Regions from separate parts of the Sus scrofa genome. Here region 1 is linked to region 2. A link is a contact called in public HiChIP or PLAC-seq data. All regions are on one chromosome and are shown on one strand. The core of a region is the stretch at or near the end of the contact, and the rest is flanking DNA. Distances in the headings are between cores, read along the strand shown.

The links. HiChIP or PLAC-seq counts read pairs in DNA pulled down with a chosen protein or histone mark.
Region 1: an H3K27ac HiChIP or PLAC-seq map of alveolar macrophages shows a contact between it and region 2, with 7 times the contacts expected there. The contact joins the enhancer-like site here to the promoter of CX3CR1 in region 2. A contact is called at or near these places in 1 of 5 promoter capture datasets (liver), 9 of 47 Hi-C or Micro-C datasets (alveolar macrophages, blood, embryonic fibroblasts and 3 more) and 1 of 2 datasets of contacts at active chromatin or transcription factors (alveolar macrophages).

What each region holds. Positions count from the first base shown.
Region 1 is chr13:24,020,330-24,025,793 of Sscrofa11.1, forward strand. No RefSeq gene overlaps it. Among named protein-coding and RNA genes, the nearest start is that of SLC25A38, 7.5 kb to the right of the region's middle. Within about 2 kb of position 1,697, at least 4 of the 83 cell types and tissues checked have an H3K27ac peak or open chromatin away from gene starts, as enhancers often do. A contact at or near this core is called in alveolar macrophages, where this site is marked.
Region 2 is chr13:23,953,585-23,959,184 of Sscrofa11.1, forward strand. It overlaps CX3CR1 (CX3C chemokine receptor 1), which reads right to left and starts at 3,983. Exons shown (of 2, transcript XM_003358374.4): 1 at 3,832-3,983. It overlaps LOC110256576 (a long non-coding RNA gene), which reads left to right. Exons shown (of 3, transcript XR_002338216.1): 2 at 1-191; 3 at 383-1,913.

The DNA of each region.
Region 1 (5,464 bases), core at 447-2,946, 64 kb after region 2:
AACAAAAACTGATGTTCAGAGCAGTTAAGGGGCAAATAGCATTAGGGGCAGTGTATTAGTGGAAAGAGATTATGAATATGGAATTCAAATGCCACTCTACTCTCTACTAGTTGGCAAAAGAGCTCCCTGCAGGAGGACAATAAGGATGGGGAACTGTTCCTAGTTGTAAGATACCCCCTTCCACTTAAGAGTCTTTCTGTTGGTAAACAATATAAGAATCTATATTTCCTCCATCCGTGTGGTTAAGGAAAGGCATACACAGGGAACTGTGAGTAAGCCAATAATTGAGGCAGAAAAAAGTAGAAACTCCAAGAGCAGGAAGGACCGTTTGGCACAGGTAAATATGAACGACAACCAAATGGAAGGTACGAGAAGATGTTGCCATGTGATAGATTACCCAAAATCCTGGGAGGAGGGCTGAGCACCTAGAACTAGTCTCCTTGTCATCTGCCAGAAATGGGGATCTCTGGTTGAGCCCCGTTATAATAGACAGCAAAGCGGCATAATAAACCAGAGAGTCAGCCGAGGTGTAACCATCTTGAGAGAAGAGCCTGGAGGACATGGGGGAGCAGGAGAGGGAAACGGCCAGGAAAAGACTGTGTCTTCAAATTGTTTATCAGCCAGACTTCCAATGTCATTGAGGCCTGACCAGAGTACAAGTTCCGGTGTGCAAGCAGGGAACCGCCTAATGTGCAAATCTGACTGTTTCATTCTCCTACTTATAACTTTTCCGGATAAAACTCAAATCCTTTAACATGGCAGCTCAGGTCCCCAGTCTTTCCCTCTGTCCTCCTCTCTCGCCCTCCTTCCCTACAACCAGACATTTCCACTTGTTCGGTTCTGGGAACCTGACATGCTCTCTCTCATCTCTGGCCATTTATACTTGCTCTGCCTGGTAAAAATGGGCCCTTCTATTAAATACATACTTGAATAAATACATCAAATTGGAATCAGACCAGGCATAGTCTGATACCTCTTTTGGACTTTTCAGGTCTCAAGTAGCCACCTCCATTCTGATACAAAATGTGTCCCCTCCCCGGTACCAGCTGGAGCTCCATCATGATGGGGCTATATAATGAATTCATGGAGAAGACCATGGAAGGGACATGGACATGACTTCTGGGTTGTTAGCTCTCTGTGCAGTTCCTCGAAGAGGCAGTCTTTGCTAGGATCACTAACGCTTTCCCAGGTAAGTTCACACCCCTATACCAGGAGTGCTTAACCTGGGCTGGAAGGATCATGTGGAACTGTTGGCAAAACTTTGCTCACATGTGTGCATTTTCTACGAGGAGCTCTGTGCCCCAGCCCAGTTCCCACACCTCCTGCGTAGGTTGCATTGGTCTGAGAGTCTAGACATGGTGATCCCAGACTCACATGCATTAGGCCAGAGAAGGAACGTGGAGGCCACCTAGCTCAACTTGCTGTTTTTACAAATGAGAAAACTGAGGCCTAGAGAGGTGATGAAGTGAGTTTTCGGCAGAGCCTGGACTAGAATCAGGAATTCCTGACTCCTGGGTCAGGGCTCTCTCCACCCCTGCTTGCAGTCACTCATGGTGTCTCCTTATGCCTGCTGGCCCCACCATCTCCTGTGGACCAGAAAGGTGCAGTATGAGGGAGGAATTGGGAAGTGGCACTGCCTGGGATGGAGGGAAGTGGCACTGCCTGGTACCTCGAGGCTGTAGCTAGTGGGCTGCTGTCCAGTGACTCCTGAGGCCAGGAGCCAGAACCTGTTGAGAACAAGACTCGCACTCCCTCTAGTGGTGAGTTTGAGCAGAGCGCCTGAACAAGTGAAGGATAATGGCTGGAAAACAATGGTAGGTGATGGGATCCTGTCTTAAAGAGACAGTCGGAACTAGCTGCAATTCTTCTAATTTTATATACCTAAGCTGTCATTCAAAATTCTGCTTTGAGAATCTTGGGAAAAATACAAGTGTTTGATGAGTATTGGATTCAGTGTATTAGAGGCTTTACCCTTGACCTTCAGTTAGGGCCTCTAAACTCCCCATTTCCCTTGGAGGTCACACTGTACAAACAAATCCCACTGAAATCTCAGACCTATGGCAGGAGGAGCAGACATTATATGCTTGTTTTACAGAAAATATTCTTGCCTGCTTATTCCTTGATCTACCACCGTCAGCCCACTTTGTAATCTAAGGAAAGTGGGGAACAGGAAAAGACCGCCTTCTTCCTCGTTTTTCAAGTAGATGTCAGGCTTACATCGCTAGCTCCTCCTTCATATTGGGTAAGAGAGTATTTGACCTTATGAGGTCAGACTAGGACTGTCATAGAGCTTATTCAAATCAGCAGAAGGGTGATAACATACATTAAAATATGTTGAATCATCTCAGATTTCTGTATAATGAAGGTCTCCTACTTTGGAATGTCATCCTTCCCTTAAATTTCTGTCCTTGGTCCTAAGGATCCTTATCTTGCTAAACTTCAATGCAGACCTCATTTTAACTTTCACTGAATGACCTGAGGCATATCTTGTATTTTCACTTGTGGTTTTATAGTTAAGCAAGCTCGCTTCATTCCAAGATGTTCTGATGGCTTTCTTGAGCAATTGTGAACTTACAGTTCCTTTGGTCTCCCTCTCTATCTATAGTCACCTACAGGGACTTCTCCAACCACCTATGTAACTATTCTCTTCTGTCCCTATACGTAGTACCCGGAATCCCTGGGCTGATTATTCCTCCTTACTGTCCCTCACACTGCAAGTATTACTCCTTCTTCCGAAGCTGCTCCTTGCCTCCAGAGGCTTATGGGGCCAACCCAGGGGGTGCAGATAGAAGGCTAAGGGCAGTGGGTTTTCCCAAGGACCTCCTCAGGTCCGATGCTTTTTGCCCTAGAGAACGCCAGCTCCAGCCCAAGAAGAGGGCTTCCCCATTGACTCAACCCTTCTCTTCAGTTCAAATGGTAGAAGTTGCCTGCTCACCTCTTTCTCTGGATCACGAAATGGAGACACTCAGCTTTGTGTCGTCTTGCACAGTGACTCGGAGAAGTGTGTCTGCTTGCTCCAGCCCAGACTCCTTCTGGCAGGCCTGCCTGGGTGAGGCACAGAGGACCATCCCAGCTAGCAGCTCAGAGGGACTTTTTTTTTTTTTGGTCAAAGAGCAGGGGGAGGAGTTGAGACGCCCATTGGCGAGTCCATGGCTGCCTTCAGCGGGGTCTCTGTTACTGCAGCCCAGAGGAGCCTAACCCGCATTCCTACTGGCTCCCTGGACTGAGGCGCTCCACCAGGCCCTCAGGCACCCACTAGAGGTGTGGCCTCTCCCTGTTAGGGACTTCTTCCTCACTGATATGAACCTCCTAAATGGCAATAGAGTAAACAGTGGACACTAGAAAGGAGAAGGGGGGGAAAGCATTCTTGTTCGGTAGCTAGCATATACCAGTCCTTGTATATAGGGCTTTGGCTATCTTAATTTAATGCTCACAAAATTTCTTAGGAGATATTCCTTGTTTCTATCTTATAGATGAAAAAACAGATGGCCCAAGGGGTTGTATGACTGAAGTCATGTGGCTAGAAATGTGGGATTTAGGGTTGGGTCTCTCTGCCGGCAAAGCCCATGCTTCTTCACTGTGTCATTCTAGTTTCCCTTGGAGACCAACCCAGAGGGAACACAAGATTGGACAGAATTTGTGGTTGGGGCTGGCAGTGGGGTGGGGGCCTTCTGCTTTTAGTTCATTCTCATCTAAGCAGGTGCAACTTGCTTCAGACACGTTGCTTTCTTCCCCTGCGTTTGTTTTGCTCTCACTTCTCTGCTTGAGCCTGAGCTATTCACGAATCTGTTCTTGGAATTCCAGTTGTGGCATAGCAGAAACGAATCCAACCAGGAACCATGAGGTTGCATGTTCGATCCCTGGCCTCGCTCAGTGGGTTAAGGATCTGGCTTTGCCATAAGCTGTGGTGTAGTTTGCAGAGGAAGCTTGGATCTGGCATGGCTGTGGCTGTGGCATAGGCCGGCAGCTGTAGCATCAAAATGACCCCTAGCCTGGGAACCTCCATATGCCGCGGGTGTGGTCCTAAAAAGCAAAAAAAAGCAAAAAAAAAAAAAAAAAAATTTGTTCCTGGATGATGGGAAACCACTCAGCATATCAACTCACTGGAACCTGGCATGCAGCGTGGAGTCCTGGGTGACTCTTTCTTTCCTTTTCTCCCCTTGTCTGTCCCTGCAGGAGTATCCATGGTAGTGCACTTGGGACCATGACAGTGAGAAATGATACTGCCTGTCATATGAGTAAACAAAGGTCCTCACCAGTCATGAGCCATTACAGCCCCCTCCAAGGACGAGCCAGTGAGCCCTGAGGGAACCCAGAAAGGAAACAAAGAACACCTGCCATCCAGCAGCCACCAGACTGCAGCCACTCGCAAGGTAAGCCGTAAGGAAACTCAGGATGTGAAAACATAGGATAGCTGAGGTGCATATCAAAGGAATGACTTCACTGAGCCCAGGCCTTGCATCTTCCCACAGATAGAAAAGTGAGATACCTGGTTTTCTATTATTAGCAGTAATCTTTTGTTCCTACTACCTGCCCTTTGCTGCAAAACTCTGTCTTAGCTCCCCCTTGCCTCCTGGGAGCAGTTTTCTCAGGGTTACTGAGAAGAGCTTGATATTTTCAGTGGATGAAGAGGAAGTTTTTCCCATGTTGGTGGTGTGGTTTATAGCTTCTATATGATAATGAACATAAATGCCACATCACCCAGATTGCTTTATGGCCCCTTTCTTCTACTGCCCCTGATATCTCAGCCCTTGAAGTAGAATCCCAGGACCCCCACTCTGGCAGCCCCTCCCCTCAAAGGGCCCTCCACACCTTTCTTGGAGACTAGCCTACCAGCCTCCCCCCCAGCCTGCTCATTCTCAGGCCAAGGTCACTGGCAAGGAAGGAAGAAAGGTATTTCTCTCTTGCAAAGCCCAAAGCAGTGACAGGACTGTCCTCTTTGCTGAAGCTTCTGGTAAAGCCATTAGAACTCTTTTTTTCCCTTTCTGTGTGCCCACTGCTGACCAAGGGCACAGAGGGTGACTTCCACTGTTGAGAGCAGTGCCTGCCCTGGGAGACTTTTTTTTTCTTTTTCTGTTTTTTTAGGGCTACACCCAAGGCATATGGAGGTTCCCAGGCTAGGGTTTGAATTGGAGCTACAGCTTCGAGCCTGTGCCACAGCCACAGCAACACTAGATCAAGCCACATCTGCAACCTACGACACAGCTCACAGCAATGCCGGATCCTTAACCCACTGAGTGAGGCCAGGGATTGAACATGCATCTTCATGGATACTTGTCAGATTCATTTCTACTGCACCACGATGGGAACTACCAGCACTGGGAGATTCTTAAGGCTTAGTGTTTGGGGCTGGAAGGAGTGCTTATATGGAGAGGTGCCTCTACTGGCTATAGGATAGAGGCCATTATAACACAGCCATGTACCTCTCTGGGAGGCCCAGATCACAAAGGGGCTTATGAAGATG
Region 2 (5,600 bases), core at 2,733-5,232:
CCTAGCAGCCATCTCTCCAAAATGCAAACATCGAGGTGCCCAGGCTCCTGGTCCCAGTGGGAGAGCAGGAGGCTGACTTGGGTGGGAACCTGGCTCCAAGTTGCACCATTCCCTCTGATCATAAAGAGATGAGAAGTTTCTCTTCTGGATGAAGCCAACCGGCTGATACAGATGGTGACCCCAGTGACCAGGTAAACTTAACGTTTGAAGTTCTCTCACTTGAGGGCTAGTTATTGTTTATCTTGAGAACGTGTGTTAAGGGGTGTTTCTGGCCATTCTGAAATTTTTTTGGCTCTTTACTCCCTCTTGGAAGATTGCCTGTGGTGCCTATTTAAAGCATATTCAGCAAGAAAAGTGTTTTCTTTCTCTGCTATCTTTGTAGGGAGGTCTTCCAGGGTCAGAACCCCCCTGAACTGTACTGCCAGGAATCAGAGCCTGTGCTCGGAAAAACTGGAAAAGACCTGGCCTGTCCACCCTTGGCCCAGGGCCTCACAGCTATGACCCATCCTGGAATAGCAAAGCAGCCCTCCCTGTCCAGCCTGACCTGCAGGTGCTGGCTCTGATCCTCTTCAAGGGGGAAGGTCTGAGCCTCATTAAATACGGGTAGCTGAGGACTCAGTTCCAGGTCAGTGGTTGGGCTTGGGGGGGGTGGGTAAGTCGTGTCCCTGATCCCTGGAAAGAGGTTCTTTGAGGCCAAGGTCTCTGGTTTGGGACCACACCTGATATTGCTGGGTTTTTTGCAGCCCAGGCAGGCTGGGGATAGGGTGCCTCCTGGGAGTGGGGGTGGGGGAGGTATGGCAGGGAATGGAAGTTTGTCCTGAGACTGACTTAGCTCTGGCATGTCCCGTCCTCTTCTGCCTCTCACAGCCTCACGCAAAAGTAGTCAGTGATCTGAAGGTACACAAACTTTCTGAACCTCAGTTTCCTATAATGACAACATACATTGTTTCTCGAGCACCAAATATGGGCCAGGCAGTGAGCCTGGAACTTTATATGCCGCACCCTTCATCCTCACAGAAACCCAGCCTGTATCCATCACTCGGCTTCGACTGTTATCAACTCATGGCTGGTTTCATTTTAAAAGCAGAACCTAAGGCTTAGCAAGGTCAAGTGCAGAGCTTGGCCTTCATTCCAGAGCCAAGCTCTTTCCCCCGCCTACCTGTGAGGTGGTGAGAGTGACAGGTGTGGAGCAGGGCTAGACGGTGGCTAGTACACACTCACACACAGTGGTGCTTCCTTTGAAGCCAAGGGCCTGGGTGAGAGCCAGGTCAGTCTGAGGGCTAAGAGGGGTCGAATTGATTTTAGGCTGGGACTGTTTCCTATCCCGCATCCCTTTGTGAAAACAAAGCCCAAGCAAAGAGGAAGGTGAAGGATGTGAATCCATCACCTCCACCTCCCCGCCAAGCCTAAGTGTCCCTGGAGTTTCCCAAGAAAATGGGGAAGTTTTCATGCCTGCTTTTCACACAGTCCAGTCTTCTTTTCTTTGGGTTCAAGTTTTTTCTTCCTCAAGTTTTCTATTTCAACTATTTGAAAAAGAAAAAGCCTTTTTTGCAGAGGGAGGGCAGGAGGAGAGAAATCCTCAAACTCCCTGGCCTTCCTCTGGACTGGGCTGTGAACTCACAGAGCAGAGACTGCGGTGCCCCGGGGCAGTGACCTGATGTGGGTCACGCAGTGAGAAGTGACAGGCCCCAGCCAGCTGTGGCGCCAGATGTCTTTCCTCCCGTTTTGCATCCACATGTGTGTCTGCTCATACTTTCTTTCTGATGATTGTGTTTTCCAATGACACAGACCTTCTGAGCCCGAGTGTCCCAACAGCATACATCAATATGGAACATCAGAGTTGTGTCAGCAGTTTGTTTTGAAAATAGTTTTCATTATAAATGCAATAGATGCTCACAAAAATATAGATGGGGCAGTTCACACTGTGGTACTACAGTGGGTTAAGAATCTGGCGTTGTCTCTGCAATGGTTTGAGTTGCTGCTAAGGTGTGGGTTCTATCCCCTCAGTGGGTCAAGGATCTGGCATTGCTGCAGCTACAGCGTAAGTTGTAGCTGCAGCTCGTATTTGATCCATCCCTGGCTCAGGAACTCCATGTGCTGGGTGCAGACAAAAAAATGAAATATAAAATGCAGATGGCACAAAAAAGCATGACGTGGAAAGGAAAGATAAAACACAAAACTATCTACAATCCGGCTTCCCAGAGCTAACCACAGCTAGCTTTTAGCTTTCTCATCCTATCTTTATGCATATTTTTAATATTAATATAGAGTATATTTATATCTAAAATGAAAATACTATTTTAAAAGCATTTTATTATACAATTCCTGAACATAAAAAAGCAGAGAGGACCCCGACGCACTCACCACCCAGCTTCCATAATTCGCAACTCATGATCAGTATTTTATCTATTCCTCACTTTATGCCCTACTGGATTATTTAAAATAAATCCAGATGTCATGACATTTTACCCATAAACTTAACTAAGTGTGAATCTCTAAAACAATAAGAAAGACAAAAATAAAATTATTTAAAAATAACTTCAATGTTATTTCTCACCTTAAAAAGTTAATAATTCCTCAGTATCATCCAGATGTGATTTTACCTTTCTAAAAAAATTTATTTTATTTTATACCAGATTTACAATGTGTTGATTTCTGCTGAATAGCAAAGTGATTTAGCTTTTTTTTTTTTTTTTTTTTTTTTTTTTTTTTTTTGTCTTTTTGCTATTTCTTGGGCGCTCCCGCGGCATATGGAGGTTCCCAGGCTAGGGGTCGAATCGGAGCTGTAGCCATCAGCCTACGCCAGAGCCACAGCAACGCGGGATCCAAGCCGCGTCTGCAACCTACACCACAGCTCACGGCAATGCCGGATCCTTAACCCACTGAGCAAGGGCAAGGACTGAACCCGCAACCTCATGGTTCCTAGTCGGGTTCGTTAACCACTGTGACATGACGGGAACTCCATGATTTAGTTTTTTAATGTATATTCTTTTTCATATTACTTTCCCTGATGGTTTATTATACAATATTGAATATAGTTCCCTGTGCTATACAGTAGGACCTTGTTTATTCATCCTACATGTAATCATGGGCAGATGCAATTTTATTTTTTTATTATTATTGTTATTATTATTATTTTGTCTATACCTGTGGCATGTGGAAGTTCCCAGGCCAGGGACTGAACCCATGCCATAGTGCAACCTGAGCCACTACAGTGACAACGCTGGATCCTTAAACCTCTGAGCCACCAGGGAAATCTGATACAATTTTATTTTATTTTGTCTTTTTTAGGGCTGCATCCATGGCGTATGGAAGTTCCCAGGTTAGGGCTGAATCAGAATGTATCCACCTGCCTGTGCCACAGCCACAGCAATGCCAGATCCAAGTGGAGTCTGTAACCTACACCACAGTTCATGGCAATACCATATTCTTAACCCACTGAGCGAGGCCAGGGCTTGAACCTGCGTCCTCTTGGATACTAGGCAGATTCATTTCTGCTGAGCCAGGATGGGAACTCCCTGATACAATTTTAAGTGATGCTTTTTTAAAATGAGCATTTCTCCATGTCCCTGAAATGTAATTACTAATGCTTTTAATCATATTGCATCACATTGAGCAGATCATAAATGATCTAATTACCCACTGTCCTCTCCCCACTTCTCCCAAGCCCCTTGGACATTTAGGTTGCAGTATCCTCAGGAAAATGGTATCGCTTGTTAGGATGTGAAGCAAACCAGCCTCTTTAACCCACTTTGACCTCTGACCAAAGTGCCTCCCCCACCTGGCACCCACAGGGCACCCTCAGGTGCTAACCACATCCTCTTCTCTTACCTGGGCTGGACCTGGGGAGGGAACTTCTGGATGTGCCAATCCGCCACCCTGTCCTGCGAAGACTCTACCAGAGAGTATTTCCCTTTCCCTCCCTCCTTATTTGCAAAGTTAGCCAATAGTGTCTGGTTTCCTGTGAGGTAGACTATGTTTAGATGCTGCCCACGCAAGTTCAGAAGCTCCAGGCTAGAGGCCAGCTGAGACAGGAGGGTCTGAATTCACAAACCTGGGAGCCTAGGGGCACACACAAGCCTGGGGACAGACCAGGAGGGGTTTGGAGGGAGTGATAGCTTGGGGGCTGTGTTATCTACCCCTACCCCAATGTGAGTGGAGGGCAGGGAACAGTGCAGCTCTCCTTAATGATATGCTTCAAGAAAGCCCAGGAACTGAGCCTCAGTTTTCCTGCCAGTAAAAGGGAGCCCATAATACTCACTGGGGTGCAGGTTTGCTGAGCTACAGATTTTCTCTTCAGAGTGTGGTCCCAGCTGGGAACTTATCAGAAATGTAGCACGTCAGACCCTGCCCTAGGCCTCTTGAAGTAAGACTCTGCTTTTTTTTTTTTCCTTTTCGATGCCTTATAGATTTTATTCATGATAAAGAAAATTCACCTCTATGTATCTTTATTTTTTTTTCCCATGTGACTCGCTTTATTATGACATCTGCTTTATTGCGGTGGTCTGGGACCAAACCCACGATATTTCTAAGGTATGCCTATATTGTTTTATAAAAACAAAAAATTTTATTTATTGAAGTATAGTTGATTTATAGTGTTTCAGGTATACAGCAAAGTGATTCAGTTATGCATATATGTATTCTTTTTCAGATTATTTTCCTCTATAGGTTATTACAAGATAGGGAATATAGAGACTGCATTTTAATGACGTTCTTAGGAGATGGTCAACATATTGAGTTTGAGAGGCATTGGCACAGAAAGCACCTACAGAGTGCCTGGCACCTGGTGGGCACTCAATAGCATGTTTCCCCTCAACTCCCTCCTTTAAGGCTCTTTGTGGTTCCCTGTACCCTGCAGTTAAGCCCATGTTGTGTATCTGATGGGCAGTGGTCCAGGCTGCTCCAGTGGGATGTGCCACCCAGTTGGGTCCTGATTTCCAGGCTGTGATCCTTCCCCCAACCCTGGCCAAATGGTTCTCTGACTGGAACTAGAATCTCAACCACCATGGCCACACTGCTTTCCTACCACTTCCTTACCTGCCCGAGTCACATTCAAGGCCAAGACTCCTCCTGGTCACCCCTTCCCAGGGCCTAGCCAGTGTCTGGAATAGGTAGGCCCTCAGTACATGTGTTTATTGAGTGGTTGATGACACCCCCCCCAGGCCTTCCCTGGCTCCTCACTGCCCTTCTCACCACCTGTGCCCAGCACAACCCTGGCTCTAGTCACTGTGGTCCTAAGGGGAGGACTGAACTGCAAGCTCCCCGTCCCCCCGCCCCCACATACCGCTCCTCATCCCCAACACAGACTCTCCAGCCAGGACCAGCTGTGAGTGGGACAGCAGTGCCCCAAGCTGGGTGACCTGCTGGCATTTGAGGAAGTCCACTGCCCAGTTTCCTTTCTCAGTCTTCCCCTGGCCTCAGTGTCAGGCTATCTTCTTGGCCAGGCTAGAATTTGTGCTAAAAATAATCCAAGACTACTGCTGGATTCCCCCACCCCCAGGGAAATTCAATATAGAGGAGCCTGCCCCACTGGGACTGGCAGATAGACTTTACTCAAATGCCTTGAGCTGCAGGAAACTTCAGATGCTTGTTAGTGTTTG